Regions from separate parts of the Mus musculus genome. Here region 1 is linked to region 2. A link is a contact called in public promoter capture Hi-C data. All regions are on one chromosome and are shown on one strand. The core of a region is the stretch at or near the end of the contact, and the rest is flanking DNA. Distances in the headings are between cores, read along the strand shown.

Region 1 (4,219 bases), core at 1,181-3,680, 240 kb before region 2:
AGGAGGATGAGAACAGGAACACTGAGTGGGATTCTGGGGACACTGTAGGTAGGTGGGTGTGTAAATGATGGTGTGAGCTATGGGGCAGGTTGTAAAGTATTCCAGCCACTGAGGGTGGAGCTGTTTCTCAGACCCTATGGAAGCTAGAGGTGAGTGACCTGCTGGCTACCATGCTCTAGTACCCTCTTCTCTACCACATAAACACAATCTGAAGGAGCTGAACTCCTTGGCCCTGGGACCCCAGAGTGGCAGAAGAGAGCCTGCCAGAATCAAGTGATCTGCTTTTTTTCTCACGCTAGCACCCATCAGAGTATAGTCCCAAAGCTAGCTTGCATGAGCAGGAAAATTGGGCCAGGTGTGTGTAGGTTTTCAGGGGCTGGGCGAGAAGGGGAAAGAGTGATAAAGAACCTATAGCATCCGGGGACATCCGTTTACTTTGTCAATACTGTGGAGATACAGAGGACGGGAGGTGGCTGAGCGACAGGGCAGCGCCCTGTGGAGGTACCCCTCACTTCCACTGGAAGAAGTCGGGTAAGCACGGGTGCAGCGAAGGGCAGCGGATTACCTTGCTCCGGGCGCCCGGCACGCTGAGCGCCAGCTCGTGTAACAGCTCCCGGGGAGGCTCCTTGAGGTACCACCACTGAATCTCCAGCGAGTAAGAGGTGGCTCCGCTGGCCCGGAACGCGCAGGGCATTTCGATATCGTCACCCTCTCGCACGGTTACATCTTTGGGGACTTCGGTGAATGTAGCTGGGGGCGGGAGAGAGAGGCGTGACCAGGGGATAGGCGAGGTGGGGGTAGGGTTGGGAGAGCTTGGGGCTACCCGAGGCTGAGGCGGTCGGTCTCCTGCTACCGGGCCTTGGGCTCACCCACACTCCTGTCCCCAGCTACTAAGTGACCCTGGGCGAGAGGCTCCAGCAAAGTTCAGGGAGCAGCTGCAAAGGTGGCAGCGGGGGTCCGCCACTTGCTGCAGGCTACTCCCCTCCAGGTCGTGCAGGGTTTAGGGGAGGTAGGGCCGTATCACTGGAGCTGGGCTGGGAAGCGCCAACTCTGGCTTGCTGCAGGCCTCCTCTGCTTAGCGGGGACTGGGTGAAAGGACTCCCTAAGCGGACGCCACAGCTGCAGAGACCCTCTTCTGCGCTCGTGCTCCTACCCACTCCCAGCCTGGGTTGCACACCCGAATTGCTGGAGACCGTAAAGCCTGCCGCTTCCTTTCCTCCTCCGCGGTGGCCAGCGGGCAGACTTCCGTGGCCTTAGCAAAGGGTCCCCTGAGCCCATCGCGGCCGCGAAGTTCCCGCGCTCACCGTCGGCCACGAAGAGCAGCAGGCTGTGCAGTAGCAGAGGTAGCAGGTATCCGAGGGCGCCGAGCCGGTTCCGCTGTTCCATCTCCCGCAGGGTTGCGGCGGCGGCGGGGGCCCGGCGCGGAGAGGCGGCGGCGGCGGCAGCTTGGGCTCGGCTCCGGCTCGAGCTCCGGCTAGGACGCCTCGGAGCCTGCCATGGCCCCGCACGGCGCCCCCTCCCCTGGCCGCCGGCGGCCGCCAATCAGCCCAGCTTCCTTGCCGGCTGGCCCGGCGCGGCTCCGGCGGGGGGCGCTACGCGGGGGACGCAGGAGACGAGGTCCCTCCAGGAGGATCCTTCGGTCTGTACCTCCTTCAGTCCGGTGCTCCACAGGAGAATAGGGATCCGCAGTTCAGACTCTGGCGGGCGGGCCAGGAAACTGCCGGACTGCGCCAGGATCCATCCTTGGAGAAGGGAGTGAGTGCCTGTAAGGCACCAACGTCTGCCTCCTGGTCTCCTTCTGGCTGGGCTCCCGACTGCCACCTCCTCCGACTCCCGGGGAGCTCTCCCGCCGCCGCCCCCGCTGGTTTCTCCACCGCTCACTCTTCAAGGCGAGTGGGCGCTCAGCCGCGGCGTGCAGACCTGGCGTCCGACCGTAGCGCAGCGCGGGGAGAGCGGGTCCAGCGTGGCCGACCCGCAGCCCGAGAGAGGCGGGGAAAGGGGGGAGGGGAGAGGAATGGAGGGGGCGGTCAGTGGCTGGGTGGCGAGCAGCCTCCTCCACAGCATCACCCCCGCCCTCCTCTCGGAGTCCGCCCCGCCCCTACCCCGTCGTCCCCCACCTCCCGCCCCCGCCGCGGGGTCATTCGTAGCGACCACCATCTCTCTAGCTGCAGCGCAACCCCACCCCGCGTCTGCTTTGCTTAGGGGGTCCTCCCACCCAAACTCCTGGCTTCTTCCCAGTGTCCATCTCTGGAGACAGCTGCTCCACCCTGCTTTCTGTGTGTCCCCCACCCTCTCCGCAGCCCCCAGTGTCTCCAACTCCTTACCCAGGTTTGGACCACGAGCCACGCCACTCTTTGGCCCAGACCCGGGCCATGGCGGGTGGGTGGGCTCCAGGGGAATGCAAGAAGGGAGGAGTGCTATGTCCGGCCAGCAGCAAGACCAAGTGACAGTGAAGACTAGGAGTCCGCAGTGTGGGAACAAGAACTGAGCGTCCAGCGCCGGGCGAGCAGGTGCCTGTGGCGCGGAGCGCACCAGGGAGCCAGCAGGCAGTGGCCGTGAGTGACAGCAGAGGTGGTGCGGGTGGGGTGAAATGGGGAGCGCCGGGCACGACTCAGGGCTCAGGAGGTTTCTGGGTGGGGACCGTCTTCCTGCCCAGAGAGAGGGCTAGTCCCTGTGTCCTTGCAAGCAAGCTCTTCCTGGCCATTTCCCACTCTGTACCCAAAGCAAAGGGGATCCTCCAGCCCCCGGGTGGAAGCAGGCAGAGGTGGAGTACACGTTCCAGAGCCCATCCTCCACGCTTGCATCTTCTGTATCCCTGAACCTTCCCTGGCCTTCACCTAGAATGGGTCATATCTTTTAGCCACCTAGAGAGTTCAGTCTGCCTTCCTAAGGGGTGTGTGGGTGGATGAGATAGTTCAGTCCAGGCACAAGGGCTTGGGAGAGCCATAGAGCTCTCCTTGGGTCTCTCTCTTCCTCAAGGGATCCCCCAGCTAGTGGTCTGGTCTGGTCTCATTACTTGGCTTTATCTTAACTTATGGAGGCACATCCCAGTGAACTTCCCCTGAATGCTAGAGCTCTCCAAGTATCTCTGACAATGAGCTACTGGTTAGTGAAGACAGAAGACCAAAAAGGAAATAATTTCCCAGTGGCCACCCTTGTCTAAGACAACAGGAACACAGTTCCAGAGAAGAAGCTGGTAGCTCTTTGTAAGCTTTCCCCTCACCAGTGAGGACCACGGGCACTGCATTCTTCTGCCCCTCCTCTTCCTTATGTGGCCAATGGGTCATTTTCACCCTGTGGTCACTCGCTGATGCTCTGTGAGCAGAAAGCCTTGTAGACCTTTCATTCAGGGTCCCCATTGCCTGTTCCCTCTACATATATGTATACATACTTTGGCCTGCCTCCCCCTGAACATTCCACCACTCTTTAGAAACCACCATAGGTCTGTGAATGCAAGACCTTGCAGGTCTCTTGCCGTCCTCAGCTTTTGAAGGGAGGGGGCAGACTTGCATCGTGCTACACAGGAGGACCATGGCAGGTTTCTAAGGGAGCAGTTGGAGAATTGATTCCAAGCAGGGATATGATGACATGAGCTATCCCACTGTGCATTGGCTTGTTTGGAGAGGCAGTGAGTTTCTCTCCCAGTACCAGATTCAATCAAGGACTGATGGCCAGTGACCAGGCTTGCTGGAGGGATGCCAGCAGCTACAGGGAGGTACGCTTTGGTCACTCTGAAGGTCTGTGGATTCTTTCCACCCGTTCTGTCTGGTGGGGATTTTTTTGCCTGTGTCATACGTTGGTGTTACTGTCGTAGTAGAATAATAGTAATAGCTGCTTGACATCGTGTGCGTGTCACATAGCAGACACTGGGTGCACACTTTCTATGCATCAGTTCTCAACATGACAGCTAAGAGGTCCTTATCAAACCTATAAGACCACCCTCTCCTACTCAGAAGCCTACAGTGGCTCCCGCTCCAGTCAGTACAAATACCAGGGGACTCCCAAGGTCAACTGATTGCCTTCTTCATCTTTACCTTTCCCTCCCTTCTATCCTTCCCCTGGCTCCTCTCTGGACAAGATCCTCCCTCCTGCAGTGCAACACACTAGGCCCACCCTAGGGCCTTTGCATCAGCTACGCTATCTGGCTAAGATATACCTCTTCCTAATATTCATGCTCTGATTTTTGTAAGGAGGACACTTTCTTAGCTAGGCTCACCTA
Region 2 (3,696 bases), core at 960-3,459:
GACATAGAGCTTGTGTAGGACCTCAGCCCATAGACAAACGTTGGAGGACTATCAGAGGCTTAGGGTGATGTGATGGAAAGCTCCTGCCTGTGTGCAGAGTCCCCAGACCCCCTCTAGCAAGTTGCCTTTCACAGTCCTCATCCCTCTAGCTCTAACATCATCAAGGCGAACCATCAGTTATTCAGACTGGAATTGAACAAATTTAATTGCAAAGAATTAAATAAGTTGTAGATCAATACTTTCTGAATGATCAATTAATCATTCCGCGTAATTAAAACAACCAATCCTTAATACCGTTCAGTTATATTTTAGTGTTCAAGTTTCAACTTCAGAGCTTTGAGGCAATTGTATCGATTGTGGCTCTACTTTTCTTGGTAACCAGATAATTGATTAACCAGCACGCCTTGTTATAGGATACCTGGTTTAATGAATGTGGCCTCAAGTAAGAAGGCAAGTGGCATCCAGTTTGGGCTTGTTTCAGGATGTTATAAGCTGGACATTGCACTCTGTCATGAGGTGCCACATGTCATACTGCGGTCCTTTTTTATGAAAGAAGATTCTCAGGAAAATAGGTGGCTGGAATTACAGAGTCAGTACGTGGATGAACTCAAGGGGTCCTTTAAAATTGCATTTTAACTTTCATATTCACCACACAAGGTTTACAAGTTAACTTATTCCTAGGATGCTTAGCAAATTGTCCATAGGATTCAAGGATGAAAGGGTTTTTGGCTACACGCATGGACACTGGTGTCATTAGAGCAGTGAATTATACACTAAACACTTTGCAATCTGCTTCTCCCAAGTCTATCACCTTTGAAATCAGTACTAATAACCTAGAGACTGCTGGTCCCAGCAGTCAGCCCTGGTGAGTCATGGTTAAATTTAAGTTCCACTCGTGTTACCTGGGCATCATAAAGATAGGGATGTGATAGCTTGTGGCTACCTGTGTACATGCTGCACAGGTCCTAGGTGATATATGCACCATTTTGCTTTTTTCTCTCAGGCTCCAGTGCTGCAGGAACTATGGTTTGAAACACACATTGAAACTTAATTCCCACAGTAACAGAACTGACCTGAAGGCTAATTAAGGCTTTGAGACAGATCAACAATTTTCTTATCATAACACCTACTCTGCTCATCACTATGGGCTCCCTTGCCTTACAGTCTGTATCCTTACAGTGCGATACTTATTGAGTTCCTCTTTCTTAGTGATAGGAAGTCAGCACATGGATCTGGAGTTCTTCCAGACAATGCCCAAGTCCCCAGCCTGTAGCTATGATCTCAAGGGTACTTAACGTTCATTTGATGAACAAACACATGTTGTGACTATCTCCCAGGCCACAGACTTCTTCTATGAAATCCAAGGGTTGAAAGTTGGGTGATTTTTGAATTCCTTTTAGGTGACATCACTTCATGGCAACCTAGGAATTCCTTGCCTCTACCCCTTCTTTTGGGGGGCAGGGGGAGGTTCTCTATAGGATATATCACCCTTGGGTATGTTATATATTTTCCCCATTCACCTTTCCCAGCTAGAATGCAAGACCAATGCTACACCCATTTGTCATTCATTGTACATATTGATTTATCTCTAGAGATAGGCATGCATGTGCCCAAAAAACATCACTATACAGGAGCCTATTGAGTGAAAAAAGAACTCCATATTTCCAAAGGAAGAAACTGAGACTTCAGTGGCATATCCAAGTGATTTGTGCAGCAAGTGATGGAGTTTGCCTTAAACAGACTCAGCCTGACTCAGGAGCCCAGGCTCTTAGCAAGTGTTCTGCACAGATGAGCTCAATTAATTGGACGAGTTTTTCAGGGGACACATAATGCAATTTAGGTGTTAAAAATGGGGGAGTTTGTGGTGCTACTGCTATAGCTTGCTTGGCAAGAGATGGATGTGTGGCTGATAGGGGAAACTGATATGATTTTCAACAAAGCCCACAAATTAATCATACTTAATGAATGTGACTAATGCATTAAAGGAAGGGGCGATTAAAATATTAGCATGTCTGAACTCCTCCTCCCTGGATAATTTCGTCTCCTCCCTAGGGTTACCATATTTCAAAGAGGTAGGGGTGCAGAATCACAGAAATGGAGCTTATGGAACAGAAATGCATTTTAAATGGCTTAAATTGGGAACAGTCTGTGCCGTTCTCAAGCGGCTGTCAGTCTTCACGTCTCACTGCTCAATCGAGGGACGTGGGCTGAGTGGGGGAAGCTGAAGCTGTCACATAGCTGGGGACTGGAGATGGGAAGCCAGGCATTTCCCTGTGTAATGGTGTGGAAACAGGAGACAGGCATGGGGTCCCATCGCAGGGAGGCAGTTGCCATTCTGTGTAGCTCAAGGTGACATGGAAATGGCTAAGGATGAATGTCTCCCAGGGTGGGCCTCACAGGCTTTGAACATTATCCCAGCCCACAGACATGAAATGCCAAGTTACCAATAAGGGGACAAGCAGTGGAGAATCTTAACTGTGTCTATAGAACTCCCTGCTCTACCCACACCCATCGGCTCGGTGAAGCTTCTCAGAATATACCTTAGAATATTGGAGCCAAGACAGTCCATTTGCCAGTTGACATTTTCCTATTTTGGGAAGTATTTCAAGCTTTCTCCAAGAACAATGGCAGCCTGAGGGACCACATTCAGAAGCCTCAGTGGGTAGGCAGGGATGACTGAGTGAAATGGCCACAGTGGGAAAGGAAAGGATTCAGACCTGCAAGCAAGCATCTTCCTTAACTGATGACATCCCTTGTCTTTTGGGGGAGGGGGGGAGGCAGATGAAGACCCAGGCTTAGTGGGACCAGATCTCCAAGTTTTGAAGAAAAACCAAATGTGTGTTAGTTTCACACCACAGCTATAGGTCAGACGATGGTTAGAACAGCACAAGCTTATTATTTTGCAGTTGTGGTGGTCAAAACAGATGTGTCTGCAAGGCTGCATTTCTGCTGGCAGCTGGAGTGGAACCATTGTTTCTAACCTTTCTAGCCCTAGCATTTACATCCCATAGTCTAGAACCTCACCCTGCAAATGTTCATTTCTTTCAAGTTATGTTGGCTTATTCGGATGTGTATGTAGGCATACACTCATGCATTCTCATCCAGATCAGAGGACAACTGTCAGGAATTTGTTCTCTCTATCTGCCATGTGTGTGTGTGGGCCCTGGGGATTAAATACAGGTCTTCAGGCTTGGTGTGTCAAGAGTCTTTTTCCACTGAGCCATCTCATTGTCCCCTCCAACCATGTTTAAAGCCTAGAGCTTAGTATCTTTCTCCTCTCTGACTTCTTGATTTTTTTGTGATAATCCTATGATATATGGTTTTATAGGACAATTCAGGGTGATCTTCTGTCTCAAGCTCTGAATCATGTCTACAGAGCTTCTTTGCCACAGAAGTAACAACAGACAAGGTCTCAGGTTCCAGGGTCTAGGATGAGGCACTGGAGGAGAGAATAGTCTTAGTTTGTTGTCAACTACTGTGATAAACACTATGATTAAAAGTAACTCAGAGAGGGAAGTGTCCATTTCAATTAACAGCTTGCAGTCCATCATGAAGTTGAGAGACCAGGAGTTAGACTTTCTACTAGTCACACAGATAGGGAGAGGGACCATTGTTAGGTAATAAAGGTGCGAGTTTCCAGTATGACCAGATTCTTCCTCACCCTCTATTTTGAGACAAAAAAGCCTGACATCTTAA

Evidence for each region. Promoter capture Hi-C pulls out the DNA fragments that hold promoters and counts their contacts.
Region 1: a promoter capture Hi-C map of hippocampal neurons shows a contact between it and region 2, with 5 times the contacts expected there. The contact joins the promoter of A230077H06Rik here to the enhancer-like site in region 2. A contact is called at or near these places in 1 of 39 promoter capture datasets (hippocampal neurons), 3 of 484 Hi-C or Micro-C datasets (nephron progenitors and uterus), 2 of 115 datasets of contacts at active chromatin or transcription factors (astrocytes and craniofacial prominence) and 2 of 9 other capture datasets (adipose tissue and embryonic stem cells).

What each region holds. Positions count from the first base shown.
Region 1 is chr7:40,896,535-40,900,753 of GRCm38.p6, reverse strand. A230077H06Rik (RIKEN cDNA A230077H06 gene) reads left to right here and starts at 2,430. Exons shown (of 5, transcript NR_040329.1): 1 at 2,430-2,555. Vstm2b (V-set and transmembrane domain containing 2B) reads right to left here and starts at 1,476. Exons shown (of 5, transcript NM_021387.3): 1 at 1,305-1,476; 2 at 566-750. The coding sequence starts at 1,386.
Region 2 is chr7:40,653,709-40,657,404 of GRCm38.p6, reverse strand. No RefSeq gene overlaps it. Among named protein-coding and RNA genes, the nearest start is that of 4933402C06Rik, 19 kb to the left of the region's middle. Within about 2 kb of position 2,209, at least 16 of the 459 cell types and tissues checked have an H3K27ac peak or open chromatin away from gene starts, as enhancers often do. A contact at or near this core is called in hippocampal neurons, where this site is marked.